Linked DNA regions of Mus musculus: region 2 is linked to region 1. A link is a contact called in public Hi-C data. All regions are on one chromosome and are shown on one strand. Each heading gives the region's core, a stretch centred on a gene start, on an enhancer-like site or on the middle of the called end of the contact. The rest is flanking DNA. Distances are from core to core; before and after follow the strand shown.

Evidence for each region. A called contact is a pair of places that touch in the nucleus more often than the background predicts.
Region 2: a Hi-C map of bone marrow-derived macrophages shows a contact between it and region 1, with 38 read pairs. The contact joins two enhancer-like sites. A contact is called at or near these places in 1 of 15 datasets of contacts at CTCF or cohesin (the NIH/3T3 cell line), 9 of 484 Hi-C or Micro-C datasets (the G1E-ER4 cell line, bone marrow-derived macrophages, embryonic stem cells and 3 more), 1 of 115 datasets of contacts at active chromatin or transcription factors (cardiomyocytes) and 2 of 9 other capture datasets (adipose tissue and liver).

The regions. Positions count from the first base shown.
Region 1 is chr3:69,696,278-69,702,191 of GRCm38.p6, reverse strand. No RefSeq gene overlaps it. Among named protein-coding and RNA genes, the nearest start is that of Nmd3, 23 kb to the left of the region's middle. Within about 2 kb of position 2,706, at least 45 of the 459 cell types and tissues checked have an H3K27ac peak or open chromatin away from gene starts, as enhancers often do. A contact at or near this core is called in adipose tissue and bone marrow-derived macrophages, where this site is marked.
Region 2 is chr3:69,556,602-69,562,515 of GRCm38.p6, reverse strand. It overlaps a transcript of Ppm1l not described here. Among named protein-coding and RNA genes, the nearest start is that of B3galnt1, 39 kb to the left of the region's middle. Within about 2 kb of position 2,420, at least 23 of the 459 cell types and tissues checked have an H3K27ac peak or open chromatin away from gene starts, as enhancers often do. A contact at or near this core is called in adipose tissue and bone marrow-derived macrophages, where this site is marked.

The sequences.
Region 1 (5,914 bases), core at 1,457-3,956:
CTTATAGAACAAAGAACTTTATAAAGAAAGGTTTCTCACTCTTTCCATTTGATTGTAAAGAGAACCTAACCTTCCACAAGGGGGCATCTTTACACCATTTGGTCTCTGGGAAAAACCACTTTTTTCTTTAATGTTATTGTGCCTTCTAACCACACCTGGATAGAACTCAGAAATAGATGAAGTGAAATAAGTGACCCAGAAAAAAACAAGTATCACATATTCTTTGATACATGCACATCCTAGCTTCTAACATTATGCATGTGTGTTTCTGTGGAAGTGAGTTAGGTCATGGAACCAGAAAGGGGCCCTGAAGAGGGAAGGAAAGAGTTTTAAGGAATAAGGGCAGGAGAGTAATGAAGTGCATACGACTTTAAAGTGGAAGGGCAATACTGAAGGTGGAAAGATTCAAACAGGGATGAAGGTCAAGGAGGTGGAGGTGGGAGGATTTAAACAGGGTTAAAGGTCAGGGAGATGGGGGTAGAAGAACTTAAACAGAGATGAAGGTCAGGGAGACGGCAAGCGGTCAAACAAAACAAGTATATATGAAAATTCTTATGGAACCTATCACTCTACATGCTAACTAGAAACAAACAGCAACAAACCTCTTGTAGCTACAGTGTAAACAATTCAGACAACCGCAATCACAAACATAAGATTAAAGTAACAACTGAGAGATGGCACAGAATGTATGCCTCAGGGTGTGATGCCCACAGGCTACAGCATCCCCTATGGACTATTCTCTGGATGTGATACCCACAGGCTACAGCATCCCCTATGGAGTATTCTGCTCAGAATGACCACTCTGAATGCAATCAGGAGAAGGGATCAGACAGACACAAAATAAGGACTGTTCTAACTTTCTTTTAAAAAAAAAGTTAATTTCTCAAAAATCTATGTCATCATAGTCAATAAAAGCCAAGAAAACTTTTCATATTTAGACAAAAGAAACCCATGATAAATAAAGATAGCATACTAGTTGAATCTAGTGGGATCTTGTGCTGGAAAGGGGAGGAGAACAGAGCTGTAGAAGGCATCATTGAACCAATTAGCAACATCAGAAAATAGATGGTAGAGTAGAAAAAAGGAATAGGATTGATGGGAAGTCTGCTGAAGTGGTTATCTGAAAGACTCAACCCTGTTCTTAGTAAATACGACTCAACACTGTTTTTAGTAACTACCAACTAGATTATTAGGGTAAAATTATTAAATACGGTAGGGATAGAAAACAGTTCACAAACTATGTGTGCATTCTTCATATATATATATATATATATATATACATATATATAATATTCATTTATATATGTATATGTATACATATATATATATATATACATATATATAATATTCATTTATATATGTATATGTATACATATATATATATATATATATATATATATATATATATGCGAGTGCACATACATGAATATAAAGAGTCCAGTTATACCCCCTGATCATGCCCCATCTCATCTAATCTTAGAAGTTAGGCTGGGCTGGGTCTGAACTGAAGGTGGACAGGAGTGAGGGAGGGGAGCAGGAGAAACCACAGCTGTTGGGGTTCAGAAAATGGTGCCTAACAGTACAGCTCTTGCCACTGTGAAGGCTTGCAACCAGCGTCTAATCTGATCTTCTCCTATCCTGCCCGCATCTCTTGCATCTTTTCCTTTCCCCAGCATAAGAGTATGCTTCCCCCAAGGTTTCCACAGCTACTTAAATGTTGTATCTCCCACAAGAATAATTTACAAGGAGACCGGAGCTGGCAACACACTGTCTGCGACCTAGGTGACCTTTGTCTAGGACCATTGTCTATTTTTCAGTTCTGCTTACCTCCTTTAAAAACCAGCCCCCCCCCCTCTCTACAATTGCCTACAAACCTCATGGCTCTGTTCCTTGTATGTTTAAGCTTTAACCACCTGGGCTATCTTTGAGTCTCCACAGTTTGACTATTGTACAATTGCAAATAAATGTACCTTTTCTCCCACTAAGCTGCATATTGTACATTTGTTCTATGGGCTCAAGTCGTTAAGCCCCAGGGACTAGATTACTTTAAACTGAAAGCTTTTGAATTGCAGAGATGCAGAAAGAAGTCTAAGCTGATCTTTAGCTTTCTGGAGGTAGCTATTTCCCTAAAGTCAAATGCCCCATTACTCAAGCTTTCTCTCAACTTCCTCGAAGGGCGTTTCTTGATTTCTTTGGGGGAGGCACAAATTCAGCAGCTGTAAACCTCTCTCTAGGGGAGTTTCCAAATCAGAAGGGAAACTGTGCATTTGCATCAGGCTGCAAGAAGCCGCTAGAACTGTGCAGACCTGCCCACTAAAGTGCAATAAATGCCATCTTTGCTCCAACTGTCGGCTGTGTATTTCCAGGCACATAAATAAAACAACCTGTCTTTGCTTCTGTTAATCACCAGGCAGGTATTCTTCAGGGCCAATTCACTAAGGTTAAATTCTCTCTCTATCTCCCTCTTTTTGTCTGTCTCTGTTTCTCTGTTTCTCTGTCTCTGTCTCTGTCTCTGTCTCTGTCTCTGTCTCTGTCTCTCTCTCTCTCTCTCTCTCTGTGTGTGTGTGTGTGTGTGTGTGTGTGTTGTAGGTGGGGAAATGATCACATTTCTCCTTTTCTTCTCTGCAAAAGTTGCAGGCTGTACTTATCTGATTAAGACCGCTACTGCATTATTAGGTAACTAAATATTGTGAGATCACTGTTAGACACACAGTCTACTGCTGACTGAAACATCATTATGTGTGTGCATGACTGGACTCACAGCCCAAGACACAAGATGTTTACTGATATTTTAAGGAAGACCAAGAAAAGAATGGGTCCTATCTAGCCCCTGGTGGGATTCACTTATATTTAAGAAGCTGGAGCAGGGGTGACGGTCATCTCTGTTTCCCAGGACCTTTCAAAGGGAAAAGGACAGATGTTTTGTAGCAGCTGAGGACTTCGTCTTTGGTCTGAGGTCAGCTCTTTGAGCAGACTAAGGCTGGTAAGACAATATCAGAAATTGCAGAAATGTGAAAGACCTTTTGCAATTCTATCACACCTTCAGAACCCCGATCTCTCAAGAGTAAATTGTGGCCTTTGTCTTTAAGAATGCCCTTCCCGGGGGCTGATGAGATGGCTCAGTGGTTAAGAGCGATGACTGCTCTTCCAAAGATCCTGAGTTCAAATCCCAGCAACCACATGGTGGCTCACAACCATCCGTAACAAAATCTGATGTTCTCTTCTGGAGTGTCTGAAGACAGCTACAGTGTACCTACATATAATAAATAAATAAATGTTTTTTAAAAAAGAGTGCCCTTCCCTATAAAATCCAGACACTTTGGTTATTCGCTCTTTGTGTGTGTGTGTGTGTGCTTTTGGCCTCTTGACTCCTGCACCTGCTTTACCCCTCACCCCTTTCCCTTCCCTCCCCTTCTCCTCACATGGCCCAGTTCAGCCTGGTCATATCCACATTGGAATTTCCCAGATATGTCTGCCTCTGGCTATGTCTCCCTTTTATCTAGAATAACCTTTTCTCTACCATACTTAGGAGTGATAGAACCTAGTGGGGAAACCCCCACTCAATTCCTGATTCAGCTTGAACCCAAAAAAAATCACGAAGGACCATCTTGATGTAATTACATGAGGTCGTTTAATGACGGAGCTCCGGGCCGACATGCATCCCACACAGGAGATAACGGATGTCAGCTACGAGGCTAGAAAGCTAGGGGTTTTTATGGGGTAAGGGGCTTAGGGGTGTGGAATTCAGCATAGCAACACACTATTGACTTATTCAAACATCTAAGTTTTCTAGTTTTCCTGACTCTTGTGGCCAGCATTTCATTTCTCTTATCTCTTTTTAATTTCCTGGCTCCCTGTTTCTTACTGATCATTTCTAAGTGCTAGCATTATTAGCATGTGCCACTTTGCTAGGTTCTAGTCTCTGTCATTTACCTCTCTTTGCTCCTGTTTCCTAACTGTAATGGAGATCTCACGCAATGTTCTCTCTCTCTCTCTCTCTCTCTCTCTCTCTCTCTCTCTCTCTCTCTATATATATATATATATATATATATATATATATATATATATCTTTTTGTTCCTCTTCCTCCTCCTTGTCTTTGCTTCTTTGGATATTATCTAATTATCACATCTATATCCTGTCACTTATCTTCTCTTATAGTTCACCTTTACCCTGGTTTATCCTTCTGTCTCACTGCACATCTCTGATTCTGACTCTGGTCTCTGTCTTTGTCAGCCTCATGTTTCCTCAACTCTTCTTCCTGCCTGTCTCTTACTTACTGGTTCTTCCTCTAAATATTTCTCATTCAGAGTATCTCTCTCATCTCAGACCCCTCTAATCTCCTTCATCTCTATTTTTACTTCTCCTCACTGTTAACCTCTCTATTTGCCACTGTCATCCATCTCTCCTGAGTCTTCTGAAGCTTTGCTCTTCTTTGTAGACCTCTATTCTTCCTTTGTTTCTCCTCCTCTGCACTTTCTTATCGACTTACGCTAACTTTCTTACAGACTTATACTGTCCTTCTCTTTACTTCTGTAACTTCCTGTTACCTTGGTCAGATTGTTGGGGCACTTTCTAGTCCCACAGAGACAAGACCCCCATCAGAGCCTGGCAGTTAGACTCGCAGGTGCTCCTTACCTTGGACAGAAGCCCCAAGTGGGCGGCTGCCTCCCTCACTGGAGCTTGGAACAGACTCACTGCCAGCAGCTCAGGGCAGTGCCGCCTGAGAAGAGAAAACTCGTGGGGCAGAGAAGGGAGCACAGCTCTCACAGCTGGCTGTTAACAAGAGACCGGATGCAGGGGCCAGGGGAATGAGAAGCTACCAGAGAACCTGCAGTGCTCTTGGCTGGCTACTTCCACAGCCTCCTCTTCTTTTTGTCTTCAGCAGCCACAACATCCAGGCCACTGACTTCTCAGGGACCACCCCTCTTTTGCTCCGGATTTCCGATCTCATTTCTCCCTAGGCTCCAGGTCCATGGACGGGACCACTGTGACCCGCTGGCTGCTCCCTGGAGTTGGAGTGGGAGGCAGGGCAGCTAAGGATCTGAAAGGAAGTGGTCAGCACAGGGATCTGACAGGATTCTTAGGCTTATTCCAGAGGGCATAACTCAAAAACAGTCGTCAGTCATTAGTCCATGTCCGAACACATAGAGACACACAAGACACACACAGAAATCGTTTTCAGGCAACCACCATAGAATCACAGTACCACAGACATGACAAACACAAGCAAGACCAATACAGGGCATCTTGCACGCGATTTCCAGAGAAGCTTACTGTCACTACGACCAACCCAAATGGACCTCTTTCCATGGGAAGGCCCTCAGAACCTGAGACCGGCCTTCTTGGGACCAAAACCAGACCTGAAACCAGACAAACCAAAAGCAAAACAGAATCAGAAGGTAGTATAATAGAGAACACACAAGTGAACAAGACAGACAGACACACAGACATACAGACAGACAGGCAGAGAGGGATTCCACTTTACCTCTGATGTATGATTTCTGTGTCCCATGAAGAAAACCACAAACAAAAACAAGATAGCAACAGAGAAAAAGACACCAGTATATCTAAGCACACTCATCTGCTCCCAGACTTGTACAACCAGCCAAAAGCTACGTCCTGACGGGGGTCAGATTCCACATCAACTCCCTTCTTGACAGGGTGGGATTCCACGTCCACTCCCACTCGGCAGAAAGAAGACCTGATCTCCCTCACTCTGCCAGAGGACAGCCAGTCCTTTCTGACTGTCCCTCACCCTGGGCACTTCCTCAAGTCACCCTTGGAATGTCTTCCAAGGTTGCAGCCCGTGGGGGCCTTAGAACGTCTTCCTCCAGCAGCCACTAGGTCCTTACGGTCCACAGTGGCAGCTGCCAGAGTACAATACAGAATACCAGAACTGAAAAACCAAGACCC
Region 2 (5,914 bases), core at 1,171-3,670, 140 kb after region 1:
TTTCTTCACTATCACTCACATTCTCTTCTTTACATGTGATGATTTGTTGATGTTCATTGTCATGAACCATGGGAGTGAAGTTATAGACACATAACTACTGGGGACTGCTTTCTTCCTCTGAGTAGTTTTCAGGTTTTAGCTCTAGGCAGTAGCTCAGTCATTCGATGATTATCTTGAGCTTGGATGTTTTCTGTGTGTTTTGACATAATGGAGAGTTTTAAGGGTTACTTATGCCAACCAGTGGAAGCCTAGAGATTTCCCAAATTTCTTGGACTTGCTAGGATTCAACTTTTAAAACGTTGTCTCTTTTGTAGCTCTTCTCAGAGGTTAGTCTGAAGCACATGTAGACCAAGTCTGCAGTGGGCCCTAGCTTAGAGGGTGGTCCATGTTTCTGAAGCATGGTATCTAGAAATTAGCAATGGTTTAGAGCGGTCTCTCCACTGTATGTGATCAGAACCTGAGAATTCTTAGCAATGCTTGACCTCTCTGTGTCTCTCATGCTCTCAGCCCCATAGCAGCTACTTAAGCCTTCTGCGGCTTCGCCAACCCCCACCCTGTGCGGCAAAGCTGAAGACTCACAAGGGACGTGGCCTTTTGACCCCTGCTCCATTTCTGTAAATTCTAATCTCTGCTACCCTGGTCCACACAGACTGCCATCGCATCCTCTCCACTTGGACTCCAGCCTGCTGTCCTGAAGTGTGATGATCATGGGAGAGCTTGTGAGCCCTTCCTTCCTCCCAGGAAGGCTGCCTCAGACTTCCTAGAAACAGTTTCCTAGTGTATTTTGCTCAGTTTCCTAGTTGCTTACAGTCTTACCTTAGTGGGCAACCAGCAAGTCCATTGGAGTTGGATAAGAAAGCTTGTCAAATTTATTCCAACCCAAGTGACAAAGATATATCAGACTTTTCATTTGTTAGAAAAAAAAAATCCTCCTTAAAGTGATAGGCCAGGATTTAGGAATGCAGTTTCTATTGTGTAATATCTACTATTGAGAAGAGTTTGCCAGGTAGCTGATTTGCCTTGAATTTATGATTCTTCTGGCCAAATTTTTTGAGTGCCAGGATTACTAGTGTGAACTGATGTGTCTGCCTCATGTTTTTAATGAAAAAAAGAGGAAAGCGATCAGAGGCTGGCTACAATTTTATGCTCTATGTCCATAATATGTTATACTCAATTCTACAATCAGCAACTTAGTGGCTGAGATCTATTTAGACTCCAGGTTCTGTTCATATTTGAGCACTGAATCTCCAGAATCCTTAGAAACAGCATCACACATATGCACACAATGTCTGACAATGTCTGTTTCAGTGTTCCCATGCATCTTGTGAAAATCTTTGCAGATGGATATTCAGGTCTGTAATATTCTAGGTTGTGTCATGCCATGATGTCTAATCTGGATATATCTGTTACTGATATCACCCTTTTTTTTAAATCTAATATTGATCATTAAAGCTGTGTTAAGAATAAGCACTATGTTACATACATTTGTATGCATTGAAAAACTTGCTTTTTTTTTTTTTTTTTTTAAATCAGTGCCAGGCACTGATCCTGATCCAAACTGCCACCAGTTCCTCCCTCTGGCTTCGACTATGTTTAGGTGTCTTCCAGCTGTGATTTTCTGCCATCGGAGCAGAATCCCAAGCCATCAAAACTCAAAACCACGTGTCTTCCAAACAGACTTCAGAAGAGAAATGAGTTTAGTTCAAGGAAAAGAATAGTAGGAACATATAGTTTAATAGCTTTAATGGGTTTACTTTTTCTCTTTTAGCTGTTTATTTGTATACAACATAGAATTAGTGATTGCATGAACACAGCGGTCTCTACAACGCCAACTCTACCCAGCACATCAAAGGGACCAAATGACATGTCATGTACCTGCTCCGAGCTCTACCCAACCCCCTCTCGCAGCCTTGCACTTTCTCATGTCTCGTAGAGACAAGTATGGACAGTAGAAATGAAACGCCCTAAGTAGCGCCTAGTGCACAGAGGTTTCGGCAAGGTTCTGATCTACAGATGGGTTTTGGGGACTGACGTCAGAAAGCCTGGTTGACCTGTGAGTTCATCATTAAACATGTCAAGAGTTTTTAAACCTGGCTGATACATTATGGATCTTGGTATCTTCTGATAAACAACCTGTTCTGATGTTTTACGTAGGAAGGACCCGCTGCCAAGGGAAAGAATGTCGTGATGTCAAGTGGATTTAAGAAGAACTTACACAAAGCCAGCATGTCCAGTGATGGCTCAGGACAAGCTCAGAACCTCTGAGCTATGCTACCATTCACAGAAACTACTACTCAGCTATGACAGTGGTCCCTTCCTTCTTTCCCTTCCTCTTCCTCCTTTCTGTATTATGCCCCGCCCCTGGCCTTGATCGTATCAGAAACTAGTGAGGGTTCTTCTGTAAACGCTGACTCCGTATTCCTGTGAGGTGCTGTTCCGATGAGTAAGCCGATGAGTGTAACCCAGCGGGGCTCAATAGTGTAGGGAAGAAGATGGGGCTGGCAGAAGTTAAAAGCCACTGCTTCTTTGGTTTAAAAAAAATCCCATGGCTGATATTTAGTTTTCCCCCCCTCATACAGAAAATAGATTTTGCTATTCTTGTTCAAAGTACAAAACATGAATCATATGTTTAGAACTTGGAATGTGTAATGCTAAGAGACCATTTTTTGTTGTTAAAAAAATCTGACATTTAGTGTTTGCTTGCATTTGAAGTTAAGTAATTGTACTACTGAAATAGGCTAGCTTTCCAAATGACAAATTTGCTGTTCACATGGTCAGGAGATGGATGATAAACACTCCCAGTCCCGGGTTTGCTCTTGGGGCATTACGATTTATAGTCTCTTAGGACCAAAAATAGAAAAGAAACAAAACAAAACCCAACCACATAGTACAAGGTGACCTTTCCTTCTTGTCCTCTCTCTTTGGAGGACAGGAAACCTGGCTTCCACCAGACCACTGTCGAGGCCACGCATACCCACTGTCCCTGCCAGGCCGGGGACAACTTCAGGCATTCTTTCACTACCTTCTGTGAGGAGGCAGGACAGATGCTAAAAAGTGGTGCCATGCATTACCACAGTGTTCTATTTTAGACAATCCATTGTCAAAAAGATGCTCACATAGAAACAGGGATAAGCCCAACAGCCAAGGAACCTCGAGAGGGACAGCTGGACAGCCAGACAGGCAACATGTAAAAGCTAGTGACCAGCAATGTGAATCATCAGACTCTAACCAAATGCAGGTTCCATTGTCCCTCCGTTAGGGTGGCTCTGCCCCCTCATCCTGGCCCCTAGATGCTCTACATCCCAATGATGCAAGATAGTCCCAATCTCTTTCAAAAAGGCACAGTTTTAAAAGAACACGGTAGGAGTTAAGGACTTAGGAGCCCTCTACCACTCTGAAATGAAGTCCTGGCATCTTTCCAACTTTATAGTTTAAGGTAAAAGGATCTGGATGAAAGATAGACACTACTGGGTGCAGCCTTGGTGCCTGTCAGATAGTATTGTCTACTGTCCCATGGTTTAGATCTTCTCCACGGGACAAAAGCGCACTATTCTAAGCTGTCTCTATTTGTCCTTACATAGGTTGAGGCAAACTTAAAATTGACATGGGATTTCTATCAGGCTAATTAAAAATTATGAGAGCAGTGTGACTTTGTATTGCACAGTTGACATCTGTGGAACTGCCTGTTATCGAGCAGGCAGTCACTGCTTTCCTGTTGACAGCTGACATCTGGAAAATTACCAGCATGTGTAAACCATTTCATCTCCGTTAGTATCTTTCAAAAGTATAAAAAGGGACATTCCTTTGAAAATGCAAATGTTCTAAGAAAAGCCACATCCAGGGTTTGGGCAGGAAGAGAATAAGGTGGTGCCATGCAGAGGTGAGACCACACCCTCCCAGATTCCATTGGAAAAAAAGGGGGTTGGGACTCAATTTACAGCTTTCACTGTTGAAAATGAGGCTTCCTTTTTAAAGACTCAGTAAATGTCTTCAAGAATAGCACCTCCTGTCTCTACCATGCTTCCTACACGAGTCAGAAGTTACTAGCCAAAGCACATCTGCACAGGCATCTGGAAACCCACTTTCAGTTTCTCCGCACTTACCCACCATCACCCCAGTGCTGGACCAAGGCTTCTCCCTTTGCTTCTGTGGGAACGCACTTCAAATTATGAATGGGCTAATTAAATGGTCTGAAAGAATGCAAGCTCTCCCATTTAAACATCTGGATTGTCGGGAACGTCGTGATAATGTGTGGCAGACACAGATCCTCATGGGCAGAGGCACTGTGAGGATCAGGAAGATTTTCCTGCCCTTCCCCCAAACCTGCTAGCCCCAAGCTGCTACCAGAACCATTACATGAGCCGCTTGTGCAAAGGCGAAGGATGCTGGTCTTTGGAAGTTTTCAATATGTATTTAGATGTGGCAAATATACAAGATTCTGGGGTTAAACAATACAAGACTTCTAGAATACATGAAAATACACCCCTGAATATGATCTATTCCTTCTGCTTGCTTCTTGGTGAAATTCTGAGCAGCAAACATGCCTGTGACGATTTGTTGAGACGAACAGCACACGTGCGTCTCCGTGACCTTAACTCAGAGTGTACAAGTGATGTGCAGTTGTTACCAAACGGACAGCATGATTATAACACTTGACTAACAGTCTGCAGCTCAGCAGTGGTAAACAGAACAAATAACGGACAAAGCGGTGGCGTCCTAAGACTCTGCAAATGTGTTTGTATTAGGGGACAGTTAGAAATGTACCTATGGACCCCACCGGAGCAACTGTCCCTGCCCTTTTGCAATCTATAGCTTAGTTTAATGGATGCTATTTTTAGCTTTAGTTTTATTTTTTATAATATAGGTGGCATATTCCTCAAAATATTGGATGCCGTTGTAAATTAATGACTGTATCCCAGATTTATTCTGTTCTGTGTTTCACCCATAGATCTATCTGGGCTACTTGTTACAGCTGCCCATCTCTTCCCCCTCCCCTAAAAAAAAGCCACAGACAAACAAACTGACAAGGCAGAGGATAACGTCTAGGGAAATATGGCCAAGCCTTATAAGTTGCCAGACTTAACCGTGCGCGTGCGTGTGTGTATATGTGTGTGTGTGTATGAAAGAAGGGCTAACATAGGATATGAATTTCAGGATGTATGAATTCTAGATTGCAAATTATTTCACAGAGTCTGGTGTGAAGAGAGGAAAGATAATAAGTGTGTGTTAATATTAACAGGTGACATTTCTATTATACATTAAAAATAGTTAAAATGTCAAAAACAAATTAAAATCAAGCATGCATTCTTTTTTTGGTGTGTGTCAATGATGAGAAAAAACAAACATTTTGGTTTAATTTGGAAAGCAGAGAAACAACTGAAGGCTGTGGTAGCCCAGCCAAGAATAGCCCAGCATGACAAAGCCCTTGCTTCTTACAGAAAAGGAGGGAGACCTTTCAATATGCCTGCTGGCCTTCTGCTGTCAATGGGAGACTGTCAGTCATATTAAATCATAACATTCCAATACTGCTTCTACTGTAAGCCAGCCTTGCAGGCGAGAGCTCAGTGCTTCTGATTTACAAACCGTCATTCCAAGGTGGTAATGAAGAGCCCACTGAAATGTCAGGAGGGTCACTCAGACATGTCTGTGATCGAGTTCATTTGGAAAACATGAAGCTCACAGACACTCTGTTAGGGCTCTGTATGCGTTTTCTCCTCTCCTATTTGACATTTAGCTTGGTCATGAATTTATTTCGCACTGTGAAGTATGGTTCCCCCAACTTCTCTGACAAGAAAACCATGTACCTGAAAAAACATTTTTAGCATACGTGTTCTCTTGTGTTGAGGACCGTGTTGAGGACCGCTAGATTCCTCTATTCCTGCAAGATGCACCCAACTAGCCCAAAGTCCTAAAT